Linked DNA regions of Oryctolagus cuniculus: region 2 is linked to region 1. Evidence: chromatin contacts called from public Micro-C data. All regions are on one chromosome and are shown on one strand. Each heading gives the region's core, a stretch centred on a gene start, on an enhancer-like site or on the middle of the called end of the contact. The rest is flanking DNA. Distances are from core to core; before and after follow the strand shown. Region 1 has its middle 20 kb from the start of CREB5. Region 2 has its middle 96 kb from the start of TRIL.

Region 1 (5,749 bases), core at 1,577-4,076:
ACAGAGGATCGGGATGCAAGCATTGTGAATGGAGAGTCAGACCCACAGGCAAGAACTGAAGTTTCTGCAATGCAATGCATCGCTACTTTGTGGGTTGAGAGAGGCTGCTTTAATCAACAAGGACAGACGAGTAGACAAAGAGAGTCTGCAGAGGCAGTTGAGCTGGCCCGGCTGACGCTGAAATTGTGTCACGAGACAGACACGGTCTGAGTTATGGGAGTGAGGTGTCACCAGTACCTAGCAAATCTCCTCACCTCTCCTGGCCTCCTTTTCTGCGCTTGGAGAAATGAGCATTTGGCTGAACCACAAGACCACTCTCTACTGAGATGCTAAGAACTGAGGGTGGAGGTGCAGGGGAAATATTGATCTACCATCAGTCAGCGGCAAGAGTGAATGAGAAAGGGTGGAACCCTACAAGAGTGCTATCGAGTAACCTGTGAGATGTAACCCCACTAAACCAGGGCTGTCCAAGGCTGGGCCACACCACGGAGAATGCACCTGCTCCTTCGCGGGCATCCAAGAAGAGGCCATCATGGCCTAGTGACCAGGGGCCAGGTTCTTCTGAAGCTTGGTGCAGCCCATCCAGTCGAGAGTGGGGACAAGAAGGAGGCTCCCTGCTGCTCCTACAGCTGCTGGGAAGCAGACCCCCAAGCAGACAAGAAAAGTGCTCCTTAATATCCAGAAAAGAAACAGCACTGAGATGGGGGGAGGGAGGCGGAGATGGGAGATGCTTTGTTCTGCTACTTAGTGAGAAGAGCCGTGTGCATGTGTGTGTGTGTGATCCTTTCTGGGGGCCACCAGGATACTCAGATTGAGGTGAGACCAGACCTATAGGCGACTGAAACCAACAGCCAGGAGAGGGAGGACCACTGACCCCAGAACCGGAGTAGCCTTCGTACAACACCAAAGCCATGGTGGCACAGGTGCTTCACCGAGCAATCCTTCCATGGGCACTTGATTGGCCTCCAGCTATTTCATGCTTTCATTAAGTCACAAAGTACAAAGATACTGTGACTGCAAGTTTTACTTGCTTGCAGGATTATTCTCAGAGAGCGCAGTTCCACGGCCCCCAGTGGCCTCTGCGGAGCTGCGAAGGCTTTGTGAGCAGGGAGGGAAGCGGGAGATAAAGCAAAACCATGCGTCAAGTGTTTTTGTGCCGGGCACCGTGCGGGGCGGGGGGGTCTCTCACCAGGTGGGTGTCTACAAGTTCATGGAAATACGTATTATGCAAACACTGTGTGTGTGCACCTCAAAATGGCTTGCACCAACATAAACTAATCTTGCAGTTCCATTTTTCCCACGATTTGTTGGAGGACCCTTCTGCATCATAAGCTCATTGGCAGTACACAGCCTACTCGCAGGTAGGGGTGGGTGCACCATCTTCTTACCAAGGAGGGTAGTGTGTAACGCCCCAGGGGACATGTAAAGTGCCCTGACTGACATCCACCAACACTGGTGAATGGAAACATCTCGGTCAAATTCTGACCTCACAGTACATCTTAAATAAAACAGGAAACCGGTGATGCTATGAACATGACTCTTTTAACCTAAAATTTTTTACTGAACAAAACTAACAGCAGATGCATTAAGTAGATATCTAGCAAATAGTTTTCTTTTTTTTATTTAAAAATGTCTATAAAATAGAGTTATTAACAGAGACTAAGACATTCCAGCGAGGCTAGCAGGAGGAATGCCCTACAACCTTGTGTGATGTTCAGTCCTTCTTTCAAAGAGTTAAAAATGCATAAAGAAAGTCTAAGCTGGAGTCCGAATCATAAACTTGACTTGAACTCTGTTGTCAATTGCCAGGGAAAGCATTCCAGACTCTCCGAAACAGATTTTTTTTTTCTTTCTTTCATAGCATCGAGAAGATGCCGGAGGCCGCCAGGCTCCTGGTATGTAAATTGTAGCCATCAGGAGGAAACCCCACTATCTTTCCAGGGGTGTTTCACAGCCCCTTCTCCTGGAGTCCTGTAAAACGCTGCCACAGGCCACGGGCCAAAGGGCAGAGGGGACGCTGGTGGTCTGAGATCAACAGAGAGACGCGGTGGAGAAAAAAAGCACTTTGCCCAAACCCCAAGGTTAAAAATAATAGAAGAGGAAGAGAGACGGTCAGTCGGCCCCTACAAAAGCGACACCGCGGCCTCCAACCCGGACAATTCCTTCTCCAAGCAAGAGTGGGCAGCCGCATATTTCATTTCTGGCTTACTAAGGTTATTAACAGCTTCTTTTTAAGACCAGCAAAATGATGTTTTCTGTGAAGGTTTGCCGATAAGCATTAGTGTGGGGAAGAATCATGTGCCTCTTTCTAAACAGGCTGCACAGTAGAATAAAACGCTATCTCCATGCGCTTTCACACAGCAGAGCAATTAATTAAGTTATCTCCGCGAACACTGTTCTTGCTGAAACTTATTAAAAGTCTGATTCATCACCAAAGCCCCAGGCCATCACCAATTGCCTCATCATAATATAAAAGAAAAATAAGCTATGGTTATGTACTCATTTAATATCCTAAGAAGGTCCTCTTTGCCCTCTGTCTTTGTTTGAAAATATCTCTATTAAGAGTTTAAGAGAGAGAGAGAGAGAGAAATCCTTCTCCTTGACATGAAATATGTCATGGCGGGAGGCTGTGGGAGTCAATTACAGAGCCTCGGGGATAGCAGATTAAGAGGAGAAGCTGCGCTTTCTCAAAGACACACAAATCATTCACCACGGAGCACAACAGGGCATACAGTGTGTTATCGATGCACCATTGTTAGCACAGCCCGGAGGAGGGGCTGCTCATTAAATAATGAAAGGGGGAAGGGGGGGACGCTCAGGCTCCGGCGTCCACCGAGCCAGCAGAGAGACGCTGGTTTCAAAAATATTCAACAGCTTACTAGCTCTTAGTCTGCCTGGGCTTTGGGTTTAAATTCGGGCTCCCAGATATCACTCTAATGGACTTCTAAGCGGAGGCTGTAGTTTACGAACTTTGTCCCCCCCCGCCCCGCCCCCGCCGCATATTTAGTGCTGTTTGGCCATATCAATAGCGCCCTCTACAGGAAGTTTCAGACTCACGGTTTCTTTCTTAAATTTGAAAAAAAGGCTAAGTGAGGTGAACATCATTTGAGAACAAGATTAAACTGGAGCAAACTCTGGAATGTTCACGGTACTTTCACTTCATGCGAAAATCTAGGAATATGGTGTGAAGCAATGCGGAATCGCGCTGGTAGCCCTAGATTATTGTGTATTTGTGTGTGTACATTTATTTTTGTTGATGAGGTTTGTTAGCGCCAGATCATATGAGAGAGGAACATTGAAACTCCTCATTGGTCTTTTTTTTTTTTTCTTTATATTGGAATTTCAGAAACACAACTGTGTTCCCTACTCTGAAATTTGCTGGTCACCATGTTATACTGCAATACTCAAATTCCTTTTAAGATGCAAATAGAGCTTACTTTTTGAAAACGTGTAAGTAACTAATGTACTTGCAAATTACACTCCTAATATAGGCACATATTGGGCTTAATTTGAGACTTTTACACTGGACAAAGTTCTGACGGTGTTGATGAGCTGAGCCTGTGTGAACCTCACAGCTCCTCTCCGTGACAAGTGCTTTGCAATCCACACTCAGAAGCTGGAATGTGCTGGAAGAAAGAGCTACAACTCAATTTTCGACTCCTGTCACCGCAGCCTTGAACATCAGGGAAGCAGGTTTCTTATCTCTCAGCTGTAATACATCAAATGACCTTGTGACAGCGATTTAATCTCACCTTATTTTCTCAAGTTATCACAATTTGTGGGAAATTTACTTCTGATTCCAGAGATGCCTCAAGAGTTATGAGGAGTGACACAACAAATGCCAGCCCTAAGAGCTGAGGCTTCGTTCCTTTGCGTGATCGATGCCGACGTGAGCGAGTTCAGCCCCTCCGCTCCAGTTTCCAGTTTTCTGCGTGTTTTTAAAGCCCATTAATTGAGCTGAGCCTTAGTTTCTTTACCAGAAAAACTAACGAAAAACTTCTGTGTGGAAAAATACTTGGAATTAAGTACCTAGAAATGCTGGATGCAATATAATCAATATCTTTTTAGTAGTTCAGCTCATGAGAAAAGAAGGGTAAACACATAGTTGCGCTCCCGAGAGCTGGAGAGCAGGTGCTTAGCTGGGATCCCGGGATGCCCTGGAGGCAGCTGCCAATCGTGAGACCCAAGAGGCTTGGATTTTATGGTCACCCTGGGACCAGCGCAAGATGGGGAATCTGGACTGAGACTTCACACAAAGCCAAGGCAATGGAGGGGCACGCCTTCCACATGTACCTCCGAGAGAGAAGTCGTACAGGCCAAGTCATAACCATGGGCCTGTCCTTCAAAGACGTGGAGTGAAAAGGATGCTGCCTGTGCAAGCTGGGGAATGTCACAGCAAGAGATGAAGAGGGCCGGCGCCGCGGCTCACTAGGCTAATCCTCCGCCTAGCGGCGCCGGCACACCAGGTTCTAGTCCCGGTCGGGGCGCCGGATTCTGTCCCGGTTGCCCCTTTTCCAGGCCAGCCCTCTGCTGTGGCCAGGGAGTGCAGTGGAGGATGGCCCAGGTGCTTGGGCCCTGCACCCCATGGGAGACCAGGAAAAGCACCTGGCTCCTGGCTCCTGCCATCAGATCAGCGCGGTGCGCCGGCCACAGCGCGCCGGCCGCGGCGGCCATTGGAGGGTGAACCAACGGCAAAGGAAGACCTTTCTCTCTGTCTCTCTCTCTCACTGTCCACTCTGCCTGTCAAAAAAAAAAAAAAAAAAAAAAAAAAAAAAAAAGAGAGAGAGAGATGAAGAGAACATGGACCCAGCATCTCTCTCACAGACTCACCCTCCCCTCCCCTGTGGCAGGATTCCTCCTGACAGAGCTGCAAAGAAACCTAAAATCCAAAAGCACACAAGGAAACAGGTGCCAGGAGTGAGAACCAGAGGATGCAGCAAAAGCTGAGTTAGAGCATCAGGACTCTTTAACACTGGTATGGGTGATACAGACTGGAATTGCCAAGTATTAAAGTTAGTGAAGTAAGTATTTGAGTAAAGAACCGAGAAATTAATGACACTTTCAGAACATCAGGTATATATTTTAAGAACTAAAAATAAAAAGTACAAAGATAGATTGTTTAAGATATTTCTTCAGTTAAAGCTCAAGAAAGCATTGGTAAACTGGAAGATAACACTCAAGAAATTAACCAAAACAGGAAAGAGAAACAAAGAAATGACAACTGTGAAGAGATTTTTAAGATTTATTTATTTATTTGAATAGTAGGGTTACAGAGAGACAGAGAGAGGTCTTCCAACTCTGGCTCATTCCACAAATGGTTGCAACTGTCAGGGTAGGGCCAGGCCAAAGCCAGGAGCCAGGAGCTTCTTCCAGGTCTCCCACAGGGGTGGCAGTGGCCCAAGCATTTGGGCCATCTTCTGCTGCTTTCCCTGGGCACGTTAGTAGGGAGCTGGATCAGAAGTGAGCAGCCGGGACTGGAATTAGTACCCACATGGAATGCCAGTGCAGCAGGCCACAGCTTTAACCTCCTCTGCCACAGTGCTGGACCCTGGGAGGGAATAGAACCAAAAATTGACATTTGTCCTATTGGAGTTTATGATGACTTTAGAAAAAAACCACAATGACCGTGGCATAGAATTTTTGAGAATAGATGAAAGGCAATGGGTTTTCAGATTCAGAAAGCACAAGGAGTAACAATAAGGCACTCACACCTAGAGCCATCACGGTGAAGCTGCAAAATACAAATACA
Region 2 (5,749 bases), core at 919-3,418, 490 kb before region 1:
GCAGCAGCTGAACCACTGTGCCAAACATCTGCCCTGAACACAGCCACTTGAGAGCAGGGAGGATCAGGGTAAGGAACAAAAACAAACCTGTCCAAAGTGGGCTGATAAGAAAAGGACTAATGGGGAGTGAGGTCAGATGGGAGCTGTGACTAAGCCCAAAGGGGGTGAATCTGCAGGAGGAAATAACCCTAAAGGAAGAAGTCCATGGGGAAGTCAACAGACTACTGATGGAGTTATCACTGAATCTACCCACGGCTTGCAGGCCAACAGGGACTACAACAGCTATTTGAGGACACCTGATCATAAAGGTTAAGTCTGTAGCATGGGAGGGACCTGTTAAACATTTGTTAGGTGAAAATGGGCTGGGTTACTGCCATCCTGGAGCAGGCGTTGAGCCCAGGGGCAGGAGGAAGAGAGGTTAGGGAAAGGATGGGTCTTTTGTTGGACATCCGGTTTGGCCTAGGGCCAGTGGTCCTGGTGATAGGTCTGGAGAGAAGGGTTCCTTTCCCAGCCTGTCCACTTGTGCTAATGTCCTCCAACTCTGATCCCTGATCAGTAAGTGCCACCTCTTTGCCATGCATAGCAACGCTGTGGGGGTGGATGACTCAGCAGCCTTGGCAATGAGATAAACAGGCATTTTACCTTTAGTGGTGATAGACGGAGGGCCCTCCAGGCAAACTGTGCTGTCTGTTCTTCCTCCCTGGCGTCCTGCTCCTACTATGTTTTTGTATAGCTCCAAGCACGCCACCAGCACCCACAATAAACCATTAATTAAAGCTGGCTTCTGGTTTAGGTTTGACAACTTCAAAGTCGCCATCCAGAGCTGTGTGTGCGTGTGATGTGCATGTGTGACAAGCAACACAACACATTGCAGCCACTGCCTCTCTCAGTCAGTACCTCACTGTTAGTACCTAACTTAGCAGATCTGGAGCCCAAATAAGCGAGGAAACCCAGGCTGCTCTGTCTAGTTGCCTCTCTATAGTTTATGGTCTTGTGCCTCCCCCCAGCAGACATTCAGAAAATACTGATTGACTGACAGCTGGCAAGGATGCAGGCAGAGATCTGGCACTTGGAATTTCCTTAATATTTTTTTTCCGATGTAGGCTACGTGGGTTGCATTAGCTAGAGTTCAACCAGAGACTCACTCATTCACTCACTCACTCACTCACTCACTCACTCATCTATCTATCCATCCATCCATTTATCTATTTATTTATTTATCCATATCTATCTATCTATTCATCATATATCCAGAGGTTTATTACAAGGAATTGGTTTATACTGTTGTGAGAGCTGGCTGAGCAAGTCCAAAAATCAGAGGGCAGGCAGTCAGAAAGAGGAGGTCACCAGCAGAGTGGGCATGACTGCCACTATGGTCCACAGGAAGAATCTCTCTCTTTCTCTCTCTCTCTCTCACCTGTTTTCAGAGCCTCCAGCTGATCACATCAGACCCTCCCACATTATTCGATGTAATTTCCCTTCTGTTCAACTGATTAGTGAAGTTAATGACACCTGCAAACCCATTCCCCGGGCAGCAAGGTTAGCATCTCATGGAATAACTGGAGACTTGAGCTTAGTCAAGTTGATGCGCCAAAAAAGCCATCCCCATTGTAGTACAGCAGTTTCTGTAACCTCGGTATCCCATATGAGTGCTGGTTCAAGTCCCTGCTCTTCCACTTCCCATTGAGCTCCAGGCTAATGCGCCTAGGAAAGCAACAGAAGATGGCCCAAGGTCTTGGGCTCCTGCCACCCCACGTGGAGACCAGAAGTTCCAGGCTCCGTGCCCATTCCTGGTTGTTGTAGCCATTTGGGGAATGAACCTGCAGATGGAAGATATCTCTCTGTGTGTAACTTTGCCTTTCAAATAAATAAATCTTAAAAAAAAAAAGGAAACCATTCCGTGGGGTTGAGAATCATATGCTGCAAACCCTGCGCACTAGTAAAGATAAGAACAGGTGTGGTGTGTGGAGGGAGGCAGCCCGAGCCAGCACATGGTTTTCCTTCTGCACTTGAGGTCTTGCAAGCTTGGCTGGGAAGGTGACTGGTGTCTTAACACATTGTGCGGGGAACACCAGGGCCTGAGGTTGGGCAGTGAGAAGCTCCTGTCCCGGCAGAGCCGCCCAGGCTGTGTTTTCCTGCAATAGCCAAAGCCACAGCACAGCGCCAGGCTGTGCACTGTTTGCCTTCCCGGCTCCCGGCGCCACGTGGATCTCCCCCGCGCGGCGCCAGAGGGCGCCCGAGCCGAGCGCAATGCTGCGGGGCTCCGGGAGCAGAGCAGCAGGTGCTATGGGGCCGGATCCACTGCCTCCCTTCCTGGGACACCCTTGTGCGTATGTTGTCACGGGGAGACGGACCCCAGGAGCAAGTATCGGGTCGGTTGGGCGAGGAGGTGGCTGCTTCCTGCCCGCTCGACCCCTTCCTCTCAGCCGTGACATCTGCGGGCGACTCAGCGTTGGGGCTTCGCGAGTCACGCAGCCCCGGGAGCGCAGGGCTCGGCGTCCGTGTCCTGGCTGTGGCACTTTTGGCAGCATCTGTATCTTCCTCGCATTGTGAGCCCTTAAAGAAGCAGGTCGTGGCTGTAGTGGCCGTTCTGTTGCTTAAGTATGCAGGGTCAAAACAGCTGCTTGGCTAATGTGGCCACTGCACGCGCAGTGTGCACGCGCAGGGTCAAACGTGGTGTTCTTCAGAGCGACAGGCGCCTGGGGTGGAAGGGAAGTCGCAGCAGGACTGTCACCAAGGCGTTAGTTCACAGGGTCGCTGGCCTGGCTCCCTTCTCTGACCCAGAACAACCAGAGTGGATGGGGGGCTGGACACGATGGGGCGCCTCTGCGCGCAGCATCACAGTTTGCACAATCGCGACTTTGTGACACTCGGCCGGACCGTGGAGGGAACAGGTGCGGTGCGCTGGATGGAGATCCCCTTGGTGGCATCAGTCTGTGCGTGGTTTCGAGGACTCTGACAGCCCACGAGTGTCTCAGGTGTCACGAAGCTTCTTGGATTTCCTCATGATCCTCGGCCTGGATTCATTAAGGCATGGCACCGAGCACAGAGAATCCCACGTGCAGCTAACCCTGAACTTTAAATGTGGCAGTGGGAGGTGGGGTCCCAGCTGTCAGGGGTTTGTGGCCTGTGAATGGGAAATGTAGGAAGATGTTGCCTTTGACTATCAGACCAGGAAGCACCAGGTGGTTATTGTTGCCCTTTTTTTTTTTTTCTTTCAAGAAACAATGATTTCAACCTTCCCTTCCCAGATCTCTCCTCATAGACTTTGATTAAATACGCAGTATCTTTCCTGATTGGCAAGATTTTTTGAAAGATCTTGCTATTGTCTGTTACAAAAAGGTCAACCCTTGTATTTGTGATTTTTTTTTCCTTGTTGAAATTGTAGACCCACGTTAAGGATTTTCCTGTTCTTTATAAACATGGCCACAGCCCCATAACTTCCTTTATTTGCAATCAGTTTATCCCGTGGTTAACAAAGAACGGTTCAGAGAAAAAAAAAGTGCCCTCGTGAAATTCAGTAATTCTTTATAAAAAGAAAAAAGGGTCTTTTATACGCGTCTTTTATATGCATTGAATATATAACCACGGTGTGTACCTGGTAAAGTTGATTTCTGCTGACTATGGAGCGCAGGTAAATCAACATCGAGTCCATAGCACATTATAAGTACACTTTATTGGGTTTTACCTTCAGGTAAAGGCTTCTATTAAGAATATACAAGTGGCTGCATACCTAGCCTGCCTTGTTTTCCACAGGATTGTATACATAATCTCTCCTTTTACATTTCTTTAATCAAAGCTTGCTATATTGAATACATTTAATTGGAATCCAGTGGTTATAAATATAAAACGTTTACTGCTGCAGAGAAGTTGTGATTGCTACTTTCCATTAGCAGTTGTTGTCGAGGAAAGCCTCCAACAGCATATTTGCATTCAGACAAGAACTGACTTGGGCAAACAGGTGATGCTTTCAACTGCACAAATATATTATTTCCCATAAATATTCCTAATGAAAGAGGTGGTCTGTCTCAGAGGAAGTAGCTGCAATGAAGACTTTTAAATAATCAAGGGGGGAAAATGTTCCCCACCTCGATAAATGTGTGTATGAGGGCTTGCAGGGTGAGTTATGAGGTGTGGAAAGGTGAAGTCTAGAAAACTGTGGCCTGGTACGCAGTGAAGGCACCACCACAGATGCGTCGCACATGGCACCCATGAAGCAAGGCCCTTCTTTCCACCATGCTGTTTCCTTGTCTTCTTGCCCCACAAAGGAGAGATGAGGGGGTTTGGTGCGGGTGTTAAGACGTTCTGCTTCTGAGTGCCTGGTTTTAGTCCCAGCTCCTCTGCTTTCGGTCCAGCTTCCTGCTAATGTGCACCCTGGGGGCAGCTGGTGATGGCTCCAGAACTTGGTCCCTGCCACACTCACGTGGGAGACCCCATGGAGTTAGTTCTATGCTCCTGAATTTGGTCTGATCCAGTCCTGTCGCTCCCCGTCTTCATGGAGGAGCAACACAGGACCCTGCGCTGTTCTTTCGTCTGCTCGGCCCTCCCCGGGTTTGCTGCTGGTTCTTCCCGGGTTGGCTACTATCCCTTCCACCTCCGTGGAAGGGCAGTTCCCCCTGGCCACATTCCCCACTTCCGCAGGGGAGCGGCACACCGCTGGCCGGCTTTCTCGGGGGGCTGCACAGGTGTTCCCCTTAGATGTTCCCCATAGATGTTCCTCGTGCATGCCGTCTCTCTCCTCCTTTATAGTCCTCCTCCGCCAATCCTAACTCGGCTGCCCACACGCCGAGTACGCTGCTCTCCTCCAATCAGGAGCAAGTCCTACAGTTTATTAGTTGAACTGGAGGCAGCTGTGCGGAAGCTGTTTTCTTCTCTCCCAGCGCCATATTGTGGGAGAGCAGATGCATAGAATAAGTCTTAATTCCAGTAACTCAGTCTAGTCCGGTTGCTCCCCACACAGTCCCAGCTGTTGCCTGCATTTGAGGAGTGAACCAGAGGTTAAAGATCTCTGTCTCTGCTTTTCAAATAAAATGAAAAGAAATATTAAGAAAAATTTAAAGGAGAAATAAACTCAAATACGAAGAAGGGGTGTTTAGCCTTAAGATACGACTTTACTGGGAAACAATAAAGAGAAACACTAATACTGCTAAACAAAAGTAAAATCTAAGAACTCTGATTCTGAGAATATTTTATTCATCCTCATACAATGTTTAACTATCAATTTGGACTTCATTAGTTAACAACAAAAGTCAAAATAAGAAGTACGCTTTAAAGAGGGTTTTGTTGCCTTTTTATGATTTTGCGATTCAAGAAGGGCTTCATTTCTTAACTGTAGGTCTCGAGCTAGCCTGCAAATGGGTGTGTTTACACCACTGGCCGAGTCCTAAGTAACAAGTCGGGTTCTGTGTCTCATAGACGGCAGACTTCTGACTTCATACAGGAACGCCCTGGGTCCCGCAGGCAGAGGTCTAAATCTAGAGTGTTCTAATACGTAATTTCAGCCCATCCTTAGGGTGGGTTAAGGGCAATGAATATCTTTATGTTTGTTAGTGTTGCTATGCTTTGGTAAATTCTTAACAAATGTAATGCACTCTGTGTGTGTGTGTGTGTGTGTATTTGCCTGTATGTGATAGAGACAGAGACAGAGATAGAAAGAGACAGATAGAGCAATGGGTAGGGAGCAGAGTCATTGGTGATATGGGAAATTTATTTATTTATTTATTTGACAGGCAGAGTTAGTGAGAGAGAG

What was found. A called contact is a pair of places that touch in the nucleus more often than the background predicts.
Region 2: a Micro-C map of ear pinna shows a contact between it and region 1, with 12 times the contacts expected there. The contact joins two enhancer-like sites. A contact is called at or near these places in 4 of 6 Hi-C or Micro-C datasets (ear pinna, psoas muscle, skin fibroblasts and 1 more).

The regions. Positions count from the first base shown.
Region 1 is chr16:19,949,133-19,954,881 of mOryCun1.1, reverse strand. No RefSeq gene overlaps it. Among named protein-coding and RNA genes, the nearest start is that of CREB5, 20 kb to the left of the region's middle. Within about 2 kb of position 2,826, at least 1 of the 8 cell types and tissues checked has an H3K27ac peak or open chromatin away from gene starts, as enhancers often do.
Region 2 is chr16:20,434,565-20,440,313 of mOryCun1.1, reverse strand. No RefSeq gene overlaps it. Among named protein-coding and RNA genes, the nearest start is that of TRIL, 96 kb to the left of the region's middle. Within about 2 kb of position 2,168, at least 1 of the 8 cell types and tissues checked has an H3K27ac peak or open chromatin away from gene starts, as enhancers often do.